Regions from separate parts of the Drosophila melanogaster genome. Here region 1 is linked to region 2. The links are chromatin contacts, called in public Hi-C maps. All regions are on one chromosome and are shown on one strand. The core of a region is the stretch at or near the end of the contact, and the rest is flanking DNA. Distances in the headings are between cores, read along the strand shown.

Region 1 (6,360 bases), core at 40-2,539, 39 kb before region 2:
GACAGTCCTCACCCGTCAGCTTTCCCAGGCTCCAGCCTTCAACGAAACCCTGCTAAGTACCCAGGAAGTGTATCAGGGAATCCTGAAACGTGGCTCCGTGGAATTTCTGCTCCACGCAGGCCGTTCCCAAGCCAGCAGCTTTAAATTGGGCATCTACACTGCCGGCTTGGGCTCGCTGGTAGGCGATGGTGACTCCGGCGATGGAAATGATGCAATCCCGGCGGATGATGAGTTCAGCGAAGACGAAGCGGTCACCGCGGGCATGGAGATCAGTGTGCAGGGTGCTCAATTGCGACCCCTAGTATTCTTCAGCGGTCAGACCGAGCTAATGGGTCACGTGTGGGGAGGAAGTGCCTCGGACTCAACGCCCGCTTACCAGGCAACCACTTTGTCCCAGGATAACGAGCACTACATAATCCTGACCTCCGGGGCGACGCTCCACTGGCGAGTTCTGGGCGCCAGGAGTGTGGATCTCAATGGCAAGGTGGGATTCAGCCTGTGGAATCGAAATGCCCAGACGGAAATCCAGCAGAAGTAAGTGAAAAAGCCAAAGCATTTGATTGGAATGTTATTTAACTCACGATTAACTTTTGGCTTATAGCACTGGCAGCGCTGTTCTTGGTCATTTGGCCGTTGGCTTTACGTATGCGAAATTAGTGCAGGATTTCAGCATCACCCACGAACCAAAGTTGAGTCTGAATGCGGACTTGGACTTCTACAGCGGCATTAAATTGTGCATGCAACTCCAGCGACCTGAACAGCTTCTCAAGTAAGTTTGCTAGAACTATTTTAATGACTCACATGCTAATTGAAAGCCTCCTTCACAGACAAACCAACGTTCGTTCGGTTTTCCTGCAGTCTGTTGATCGTCCTTATGCCAAACATGTGCGCTCTACACTCTCCCACAAAACTGCCGGCTGCACTTTTGCCCTCAACCAAAAAAACAACGAAATGTGCAACCTCATTTTTAGGGACTTGTAGATTCTACTCAAGAGATTATTGGAGATTCCTTGCATAAAAACTATATTTCTATGTGAAAACTCAGAGATTAAGACTCGATATAGTTGTAAACTTAAACGAACAAAGACCATTTAATTTTCAAATGCAACAAGTTTTTAATATCTTTTGAGCAACTCGAAAATTACTGGAAAAGTGGAAATGTGCATTTTTTCTCGATTCACAATAGTCACACCTTAGATTTAAAAATCCCGCCCAAGTGCTGCGAAACGCGAAAGGGGACTTATCGAGCTATCGATTGCAAGAGCTACGCATTCCCATCCCTAAATTCCGCAGTACATTCAAACACTACTACGTTGTGCTTCTTCTTCAAACGCGGCATAAAAGAGGTGCACTCCACAAGCACGAAAAGAAAATAACTACTGCAAAAATATCGTCGAACGCACGAGTCATATTAAATAAAGGTTAATAGAAGCAGGCATCGGAAAAGCTTGATTCCGGAGAAGTGAAACAAATTAGGCCACCGAATGGTGCTCTTCTTCTTTTTGTCGGAATTAGAAGGCTCGTCGCACACACACAGTCGCAAACAAATGCGAAATCAAAAGCGTCATCCGATTGTCTAAAGTAAATACTTCTATTTGCAAGCTGAAAGGCGCGACAAATTAAATAGTTCAAACTTAATAAATCGATATTTGTGTCACCAATTTGCGCGTTTAAATCAAGTGCTAAGCAATGTACTAAAATTAACAATTCCCTTGCCTTTTAAACTCATACAAACACAATTGGAGCGAGAAAGAGATGGGAAAGAAGAAGAATTGTTGTTGTTGACGTGTTCTGTTTGTGCTCATGTGTGCGTGTTCGGGAATTTCTGTTGCGTGAAGTTGCAATACCAAAAAAACCACGTGTGAAATGTTCTGCAATTTTTGTAATTTATTCTGCTGAATTGTTATCACTTTTTAAGAAAACAATCTGTAAGAGGCGTTTGCCTTGGCATCTTATTGGCACAACATTTTAACGCAAATTACTACTCCGTACGAAAGCATTAAGAATCATAAATAAATAAAAAACGAGATCTGAAATCTGAAATATGTATATTGAAGAAAGATCTAGAATATCCAAAACCAGGGGCACAGATGGTGACTATTTTTGTGAACTGCATTGTGATAGGGGTACCTTTTTACCACACACACTTGCGCACTTGCTGCTCTCTCCCTATTCTCCCACTTTTTATAACGGTATCACGCACCCTGCTTATCGGCATTGTGAAAATTTTGTTTGGCTTTAAAGAAATTTCCATTCATAATAATTTTGTGTATTTCAAAAGTTGGTTTATTTGCAAAAATATGTATAAATTCATTTGCTAACATTAGTTTTTTACTTGTATGGTTTGGGTGATGCTCTCTCAAACTTCTTTAAGTCTCACTCGTCCGACATCCAACCGCACAGTGGGAAAGTTCTTAATCCTTTCTGCCATTATTTCAGTGCTTAAAACAGGATTTTTTGTGTGAAAAATCCGAATTCACTGATATAAATACACTAAATTGTTGTTATGTTATGTTTTAGTAAAGTTGGAATTAGCTTGATAAAATCATGATTTTATTATTCTTTAGTTTTTTAATAATGAGATTTTGTAAATTGTTCCTAAACAATAAACAATAATAACTAAAAAAAAAAAACAGTATTTCATGCATACCACTGCACATTAATCCCACTGTTCGTCAAACGTTGGAGAGCGAGCAACGACGAGAGGTTCGCAACCGAAGCAGCAAACGAAAGTCTATTTAAGCAACCCGCAAAAGGCGCTCTTTCGTATTGCCCGATAATTTTTCGACCGCGCTGCTTGTGTTTTCGGTTCCCGCTGAAACAAACATAAAAAAAAGAATATAAAAAATATATATAAAAAAAAATGGATGTAGGGCGAAAATAGTTAAACCACTTTAAATATACGAAATACGCGAATTTCGGAAACTAGAAAATCCATCTTTTAAGGTAGTTTATTTATCCATCTCGCTTTTTCACTCTCCTCTGTGTGCGTGCGTGAGTGTGTGTGTAAAGGCCAAATAGTGCCCTTCGCCTCCCCGGCCACGCCCCCTTGGGCAGAGTAATAAAATGGGAAAGAGAATATATATCTTGCTCCTTTAGAATTTACCTGTGAAAGTGAAAACGTGACAACACGATAAAACGGACGAAGCAAGCAAAACAAAAAACGAGTGCATAAAAACAACGAAGGAGGATAAGAAAAAGAACAAGTGCAGCAAATCAGAAAAAAGAGAACGGAACAAGAACACAGAAAAAAAGTAAAAATAACCAACGAAGAAGGGCAAGGAAAACAAGAACAAAAACATCAGATATTGACAGGTAATAGCAGTCACTCTCCCATCCCTTTTTTTATCGCTCTCTACCCAAGAGAATTTCGAATTTAGTTGCACTATCACCATTTCTATGATTCATTTGTTATTTTGATAATAAATTGCAATTCACGTGGACTAAAGGGTTCAATCATGATATGATTGTTCTTTGTGATTCATTGTGATCATACATTTTATTCAAATTTGTTTTTGCTGAGATCCAACAAAATTGTATAAGTCTTAAAATGCCGTTTTTTAACTTTCATGTGCTCTTTATACCTACATAACTGATTAGATAGACGTTATTTTTCGTTCAACCTTGCACAATTTATGACGGCAGCAAACCACGTTATTCCATGTTGATAGCGAGAAAGAAGTTCAACTTTTTAATGCTGTTTAGTTAGGCATTAAAAATGTTGTAAAAAGCGAGTTCCGTTTTGTTCTTAAATTTACGGTGGATTATGTTGGTCGTTGGCTTTTTTTTTGTCCCATATTTTATGTTTATAGCCTAAATATAAGTTTATTATAAGTTTAATATAAATTTATGGTATATGTAGTGATTTTATACTTTAGTTTGGAATTTATGTGGACTTATGCACAAGTTCAACAGCTACAAATGTGTAACTTCAAAAAACCCCTTCCGTATTTCCCCCAAATAAACATTTTATGTCTTATATCTTCCTAATCATGACTCATCAATAGATAAATATTTTTTGGGTTTGGCAATCTCCGATTGCAAAATAGACGACCTTTGGAGTTATTAATTATAACTCTGTTTGTACTTCAAACATTTGTTTAAGCGATAAATATTCCTCATTGGGTCATATAATTTGTTTAATCTATAACTATAAATACAGTCCTGCTGGCTGAGTTTCAACGAAAAGGCAATGCAATCAGCAAACATTTGCCAAAAATTAAATTTCTCTGCTTGGTTATCTTATCTGCGGGCCAGAGAGCCGCATAAAGGAACACTAAATCGGCAAAACATGAGCCAGGTACTTGCGCATAACTAACTATCTATCTAAATCCATTTGACTGGCAATGAACAAATTGTATTTGGGTAAACTGTCTGTCAGCTGGTCCCATCGAACCGTTCGCTCACTTGAGATGTCCGATACAAAACGACTTTTTAAAAGTGCCTCGCAAAATAAAAAAAAAGCAGTCGTGCAATATATAGATACAGATCCGGCAGGCGAGTCAGCCAGAAAATGTAAGTCCAAAGCTGACCGACTGGAATCAGAATCAATCGATTTCAATAAGTCAACGTCGCGTTGCACAGAGTCTCACATCCATCTATTTATCTGTCCGTTTATCCAGTCCAGTCCACACCACACAGTAATAATAATTTTTTGTGAATGAAATAATATTCAAAATAGCATTTTGGATTTGATCGCTCTCCTACATTTTAATGGCGCCAAAAATATACATTTATATAAAATACTACATTTTTGATTATCAGAAACAAATGTTTTTCCCATATCATACAAGCGTTTTTCTGCGTGCATCTATCCATATCGCATTTTCAGCGAATATGTGTACGTGCCTAGGCGACGACAACGTGATTTATTCGGTGATTCACGTCGATTATTGTCCCACTGCAACCGACAAGAGTCTGTCTATAAGTTCCACAGCACTGTCAGCCACTTGGTTCATTGAACTCTGCCAAAAGGGTCTGAACTTTATCGAGAGTAACCAACTAACCCAGTGCCTTCACCCTTAGCAACGCATTTATGGTGGGTAGAAAATCAATATTTTTCGGTCCAATCGCCCCGCCAAAATCGCTGGCTTGCTCACCTCTTTGAAATTATTTTTGTGACCACGAAAATGTTGCACAAAAAATGCCAGCTTGTTTGGCCGTAAATTTGGCGTAGTTGTCATGGGACCTGGCTAATGTTAAATTACCAGAAAATTAATTGTTTATGCTTGCGTTTGGGTCGAAAAATAATTTTGAAATTGCTCCCCTTGTGGGGGACAATGCTAATACTAACCTAGGTTAGTATTATGAGGCCAGCAAGACAAGTAGGTCTCTTCAATCAAACAAGAGAGAACGCTATGGTCGAACACCTCGACTATTAGATACCCTTTAGTTGGCTAGTGGGTGGAGCAGAAGGAGTAAAGTAATAATATTTCTGGGATATCGATAGAAATTCGCATACAAAGGGTGTATGGAGGTATAATCAAAAAAATCAAATTATTTCTGAAAATTGTGGGTGTTACAGTGGCCATGGCATATCGATAGAAATGAAATAATAAAATCAAATAATAAAGTAAAGGTTATGAAATCATATTCAGTAAATAAGAACGTGACGTTTCTTTTAGGTTAGGATATAATATATATTAGAAATTATTTAGGCGTTGCTCTGTTGCGGTGCTATTGTAATAAAAATGCTATTTTCTAACACATTTTATAGACAAACTCAATTTACCCCATTGCAACCAGATATAATTGTTTGTCATGCACTCAGAATCTAAAAACTGTTAACCAGAACTGCGAAGATATTTATTTATAAATTTGATCCATTTAATGGAGTGATATGGCCGTGGTCACCTGATGTAGATTTCAGGGAAACATCCGCCGCTCTGTTTTATGGGAGGCTCGCAAAATTGAAATCCACACGCTCATAAATCCTAATCAAGTTTATTAAATCAAGTACTGCCAGCGATGTGTTAATAACAGAAATGAGCAGAACAGAACGGAGGAGCGAAACAAAAATACGCCCACCAGTTGGATTTCCTACACTCGAGCATAAAAAGCGGGACCAAAATAAAATATAAAGCGTTGCACACGAAAGGAAATTGTGGCGATATGAGCGCGCAGTTCCATATATATATATATATAAATCCTATATATGTAGAGAGCAGATACAAGATACCGACTTTGGATTGACGACGCTCGGTCGCTTGGTAATTGTGCAGCATTAATTTCATTGAGCTCGATCCCGTTTGTTGACAACAGCAACTGCACGGCGAAAATAAAATATTTAACAGATGTCCGGAGGGCGGTGTAGCGCTATCTGGCAGCATTTCAATATGAGTTAATAACTGGCCGCAGGGT
Region 2 (6,349 bases), core at 3,567-6,066:
ATCTTTTTTAATTTCCAAAATTCCCAGCTGTTGTGGAAGACAATGAATGATATTTTCGTGTGTGTATTCATTATCATACTAATAGCGATAAAGCTTCGGCGTTGAAACAAATGGTATCCGCTACATTGTTGATTTAATTGCATTGCGTTTTGTGCTCCTAATCAGATTGCACACTTTCAATGGCGTTTAGCGTATTTAAAGTATGTGAGTTAATCGCTGGGGCTTTGACTTGGATAGTTGTGTTATAAGTATGATCGTAAACTGACATAATATCCAATTATGAGGAATGTTTTGAGGGGCTTGTTTCGCTGTCGCAAACAAATGAAATTGATTGCGTTGATAGGAAAACTACTGCATCTGTGCAGTGTATATGTGGTGACGATATGCATCGCAGTTTTCCATATTGGTTGCTCGAAAAATGCAAATGGATCCGCGAGATGCCGTAGATGGGGATTAATTACCCCCACAAGCGACACAGCGACTGAACGAAGCTCCACTCAATTATACCAGTTTTTATTATTATTGCGTTTGCTGAATGAAAACACACTCACCCCGTATCTTATCGCTTTGGAGCAATTTGATAGTTCTCCCCGATCTTTTATTGGCCTAATGCTAAACGATTTTTATTCAAGCGATATCCGAAACCATTTTCGAATCGCGGGAAAACGAGCTGGCAAATAAATCAGTGGGTTCTGCAGCTCAGTATCTGATTTGCTGCCCGATACTGATATGACTCTGCCCGGCGCTATTTCCCTCGCTTTCCACCTTATCAGCTATCGGCGATAAGGGGGGCATGCAAAAATCGATCAGCTGTCGCCGCCTGTAATGAGACATGTCCGCAGTGCAATCAATTACCCCCACACCGATAGCTAATCAATAAGTGGCATTGAGGTGGCCACAGATACGGATGGAGCAGGGTGGGGGTCTCGGCGTTGTCCTACATACGCAGTTGACCAGCTGACCGAGGTGATAGTACATCTACGGCTGTCACCCAATTGACACATCTGCTTGAAAAGTCCGGGGGTTATGGGGATACAACGCAGCGCGGAGGGTTCCCGAAAAAGCACCTAATCCCATGACACCTAATTAAAAATAATTGTCTAATTTAAGAAGCTTCTGATTTACCTTAAGAACAATTTATTTAATCAATTCGAATAAAATCAGCACTTAATTACATACTAATAATTACACTTCTAATGCACTCGCCGATTGGCTACTTAATTCCAGGCTTTCATTTCAAATGAGGTAAAACGCGGAAGAGATGCCATTGGTTGTCTAGAAAATATTATTTTCTTCGGAATTTGTATAGGCTTAAAACATTTAAAGGTGCTTAGCTGATATCGGCATTTCTTTTTGCGAATGTTACCAAAAACAGAAACAGTTAAGTGACCATTTCTGAAGAAGTCATACAGTTTACTTATGTACGTCAATGGTACTTACTGTGGGAAAATTTGCCTCCAGCACCTTTCTGAAAACTAGCCAATGCCAAAGGCTAATGAAATTGTTGGGAAGTGTTCATCAAGTGAACGAACATTTTTTACTTATCAGATGCACTTTCTCAAGTATTTTATTTTGACCACTCGAGGCATGAGTAATGTCGCAACCCTACACATGAAATTTAACTACTTATCGGCGGTTCACAAGTGTTTTTTATCTTGAGCTCCGTTGGTCAAAAGCGCCTCGCGACTTTGATGATAGTGGAAAAGGTTCCTTGGACTGCCAGTTGAAAGGCTCTAGAGCGGTGATAACCTCAAGAACCTCCATTATTAGCCATAACAAAAACAATCGTGTCATATGATTGAAGTGCATGAAGTGCCAGAAATAGCCAAAACGGCAGCCTCGACCACTTGAGGTCTTCGTGTTTGTGTTTGATCGCGTAGTTTAAATAGTCGAAGGATTAGTGAGAGTTAATGACCTAACCTAAGAGGGATTAGCTTGAACACTAATCAAGTAAGCACTGTATACTTACGCCTCCAATTAAACTGTACTTATCAGCTGTAAGGATTAAACCTTTAGAGATTGAATGATAGCATATAATGGAAGCAGAGTAGGTGATTTAGATAAGATATATATATGTGTGACATATGTGTATATTTGGAAAACATCGTAAGCCCACGCTATCTTCGCCTAAAATGTAATACCTATATATTTGGGCACCTATTTCTGTTAATAGCCGACGTGAATCTATTAATATTCCCCACTTGTAACCTACTCCCACAGAGGACCTTTAATATAATCTAATCGGTGTCTCCTATCTTTGTTTGCAGGCAAGGAACCGGCACTGCGCTCCTACACGGAAATCCAGCAGCTGCTGCAGCAGGGCAAGAAGCGCGACGTGAAGAACATACTCAGGGAGAACTCGTGGCCCATTAACTCCCCGATCCGAGCCCAGCTATGGCCGATGTTGTGTGGCCAGCACCAGACCAAACAGCAAATGCTAGATGGCTTCTACTGGGAGATGGTTCACCAGGTGGGATCCATATACCAGATTTCACCCTTTTGTCCCGTACTTAACTAATGTGTGTTTTCCTAAAATTCAGGTCTTTGGCACCACGGAGCTGTCGGAGAAGCCGATCATGCTGCCCGCCTTTGTGGATGCCACCCACTGTTTGCCCTACCACTTGACCAGCACGGGACGAGCCGTGGCCGATCGCATCGTGAATGTCCTGGGCTACGACTGCCCCGATATTACCTACAGTCCAGTATTGTATCCCATTACATCGATACTTTTGCATTTCATGTCGGGTGAGTTATCGCAGTGCCAGCACTCCAGCACACAACATTCCACACCTCTCCATCCGCAGCACACGTGAATGTCAATATTTGATCGAGTCATTTTTATCGCCTCTACAAGGCACACAAAAATAAGTGGCACAATTGTAAGGCTCTACGCTCCAGACCCTCGGTTAGCTCCCTATATATCTATAGGTATATCTATATTTATATATCTGTGTGGTATATATACGGGGGTTCTCGGCGCGTATCGCAGCTGGTTGCAAATTGATGTATCGTGATTTTCTACCTAATTGATTTGGCCAACACGCAATGAGCCGCCAAATAATTTCTAATGTAAATCTTGTTATTCCTTTGTACTGTCTGAAGGTACAGTGAAAACCGGCATTGTAGGGCCGGCCGTTCAATCCTTGCCATTTACTTCAAGCAATTTCTGCTGCGATATGCAAATTCATCCTTGATTTGAGTCATTCTGTAATACATCCTGTAATATTTGTATAGCCTTGCGTCTGCATTAGGTATACTTGTAGGTTGAACTGTATCGCACTGTACTTGACCATAGTCAAGTGATCAACGTCTAACTGTCTGCTTTAGTTCCGCATTTGTTGTTGCTTCTGAAAAATTGTCCGTACTACTTCATTATCAGTTAATCATTATTCATTGTTGTTATTGGCGACACAATAACAAAATCGAATATTTAACTTACAGTATAGATTGTTTACTAGGAATTTGGTTTCATCCAGTCAGGTGCGGAGTCGGATCGAGTACAAATGCGCTGAATTCCGCTCCATCAATGATGGGAAAAATAATTGAATACGAAATGAGCAAAATTTAACCTAAAGGGATGTGAAAATTCGGAAGTTTGGCCAAATAATCGCACACCGCGTATTTCGAGGTCTAGCTATATGAAATAGACAGCTTGTAATGCGAGTGACCCATTGATAACCTCTTAATTGTGGCAATATGCATAATCTACAGGAATCTAATCAATTCCAATTGCTCGGCCCTTAAATAGTTTTCATATTTTTAAAAAGTAAGACAATCCGTCAATCGTTCTATCAAACTTTTATTTCTAAAAATATTTTCCGCTGCTCTCTGAAAATGATTTCAATTCGATTTCATATGTATACATATGTATGCACTTATATTCTGGAGATGCTGATAAGCTGATTTTTTGAGGAGGAGGTCAGACAGCCTGTCATTTTGAAGGTTTATTTACACTGTGCGAAATACCTTCCCTCCTTTGTGTCTGTCTGGCAGACGAAACTGTTCGATTCCGGTCTAGATTTCGAGGTAATTTCCCGCCCTCCAAAGAAATCTGATTTTTTCTAGGTCATACAAAATTTTTTTTCTTATATAAAACTGCTATTACTTTTTTTTTTTTGTGGTCATAAACATTGAAAGAAGTTGCAGTGAAATGACTCCAAAAAAAAAACTGCCAAACCGAAGGATACTGGAATAAAGAAAATTGAAAAGTGAGCTGCGTTCAGCCAACGCATTTAAATGTGGAACGTTTTTCTGCCTGCACTTTCAAGTTCAAGAGTCGCACATAAACGAATGTTTAAACTTTAAAGTGGTATAGATAGCACATATGCATATGTCGGACTGTTGGAATTTCGCTGTTGACGTCATTGCATTCGACTCGGTTTGATTCGTCTTCTTTTGCAATTGGCGAATTTGCCTTTAGCCACTTAAAGTAAACAGAGCAAAAGTCGAAGCAGAACATTGAAATATTGGCATGTTTCAAGGCCTGGGGATACGTTTCTTAGTTTACTGACACACTTCTGTGTGTCTTTAATAACTTTTGCATATATACTCATGACGCTCCTCTAATTTACTTTTGGAAAAGCATCACTCATCACACTGGTTTTTTGGGATTCGTGTGCTTTTAGTATTTCTTCTTTTTGTTCTAGAATCTTGAAATGGTTCTTTGATTTGCGTTGTGCTTGGCTAATAATGCCAACACGTGAGCATAAAACTCGCATAAAACGCAGACAGAAGACAAGGCAGCAGCAGATAGGCAAATGCGCACATATGTGCTCCCCATCGTTTATGGATTTGTTTGCCAGTTCTATTCTCCACCGTTCTGGCTCCCCATTGTTCTGTTTGTGTTTTTGCGCCCTACCCAAACATTGTCGCTTTGGTATACCTGGCTTACCCGATTCCTATGCGGAGTGCTCATCATCACATCAAATAGTTGGCAATGCCGGGCACGCACAATTCAGATTAAAGTATATGGAATATTTCGCAGTACTTGGCTTTAATGGCCCAGCACTCTGACGTCAGACTTGACTCAGGTAGAGAGTGAAAATTGGAATATAGCCCTGCTTTAATTTGCATTTCTCTGCCCTTTCCCATGCATATGCATTAGCCAGCTAAATAAGTGAAATGGAGGCGGGTTTTCAAGGTTCCCCAGGCGTAAAAGGGGGATTTGAATTGTATCTCTTTGTTTCGCGGCACTTTACGGGGCAAAACACAGGTAAATAGTGTGTATCTTATCAGCTTCATTCAGAAAGCTCTAAAATCCATACCGTCTATTTCTTATAGAGCTATTTCCCAGTTTCTTCATGCCTACTCAGATTTGCTTGTCTGCTGCTCTCCGCCGATTAGCAATTCAAAAATGTTATTTTTGCTTTTATCTAAGTCTATTAAGTGGGCCGTGTGTAAGTTCCGCTTTTGTTTTTGTCTTGCCATATTTACATTGTTTATGCTTGAGTTTGTTGAGCTAATTAAAGTAGGAGAGCAGATGGACTGGACTCCTGGTTTCTGTTCGTGTATCTCGGCTGTGGGTCTTTTGGCTATCTTTGGCTATTTTTAGTTGGCTTATATCTCATAAATAACTCGACACGTGCTCTCTGACGTCTACCGACTTAACATTCTGTCTCATTAGCCAATCGACCTTTGTCTGTATTCAAAAGTAGCTTTGGTGATGCCTTTGGTTTCTGGTATTCTGTTTCTTTGGCACGCTCGCGTTTACCACAGTTTTAAATCGTTATTATCAGTTACTTGATTAATTTCAATTGAAATTGTTTACTTTTGCTTTCGCGCCGACTGATAATGAGTATGTGAGGGGTCGTTAAAAGTTTGACCAGAATGCAAATGTTGGCGAATTATTGCAATTGCAGTGTCTAACGCTCGTCATAGTCTATATATAGCGAGGCTCTTGAATATTTAATGAACTTATCAAATGTTTGCCCGGACTCCAGCTGTCTTTCCGCAATAGATAAAGTTCAGCACACTATATGTACTATACTCCAGACCCTGCCCTGCATCCGATGCCCTGGCAAATGAGAGCAATCCGGGGAAACTAAGTCGAACCGCCTGGGGCCAGTGTAATCCACTGATAAGCCGGCGAAATCCGCTGATAAGACCTTTGTTTACCCCGCGGCGTTTGAAACTAATTAAACTTTGTAATGCAGCAAATCAATCCGATGACTCCTTATCGCCCTGCGAAGGTTCAAGTCGGTTCATTATCTAAATTAAATTTAAAGTCCTTTAAAGTCCACACCCCAAACTGCGCTCCCTCCCGTTGCGCGCACAATTACTTTTTAAATGCCTGCCTAATATTTTCACGAACGCTAATGACTCTCTCACGATTGCCTGAAAAACAGCTCGA

Evidence for each region. A called contact is a pair of places that touch in the nucleus more often than the background predicts.
Region 1: a contact with region 2 is called in a Hi-C map of the S2 cell line, with 2.8 times the contacts expected there. A contact is called at or near these places in 49 of 107 Hi-C or Micro-C datasets (the Clone 8 cell line, the D17-c3 cell line, the Kc167 cell line and 18 more) and 4 of 7 datasets of targeted methods (the Kc167 cell line and the S2 cell line).

What each region holds. Positions count from the first base shown.
Region 1 is chr2L:20,913,860-20,920,219 of dm6, reverse strand. It overlaps CG43739, which reads left to right and starts at 1,289. Exons shown (of 11, transcript NM_001273719.1): 1 at 1,289-1,421; 2 at 3,100-3,315. sky (skywalker) reads left to right here and starts at 1,289. Exons shown (of 11, transcript NM_206017.3): 1 at 1,289-1,581; 2 at 3,100-3,315. Mtp (Microsomal triacylglycerol transfer protein) reads left to right here. Exons shown (of 6, transcript NM_136231.4): 4 at 1-534; 5 at 602-769; 6 at 828-1,126. The coding sequence ends at 981.
Region 2 is chr2L:20,878,383-20,884,731 of dm6, reverse strand. CG43739 reads left to right here. Exons shown (of 11, transcript NM_001273719.1): 4 at 2,268-2,470; 5 at 2,541-2,745. It overlaps sky (skywalker), which reads left to right. Exons shown (of 11, transcript NM_206017.3): 4 at 2,268-2,470; 5 at 2,541-2,745. Among named protein-coding and RNA genes, the nearest start is that of CG14401, 12 kb to the right of the region's middle.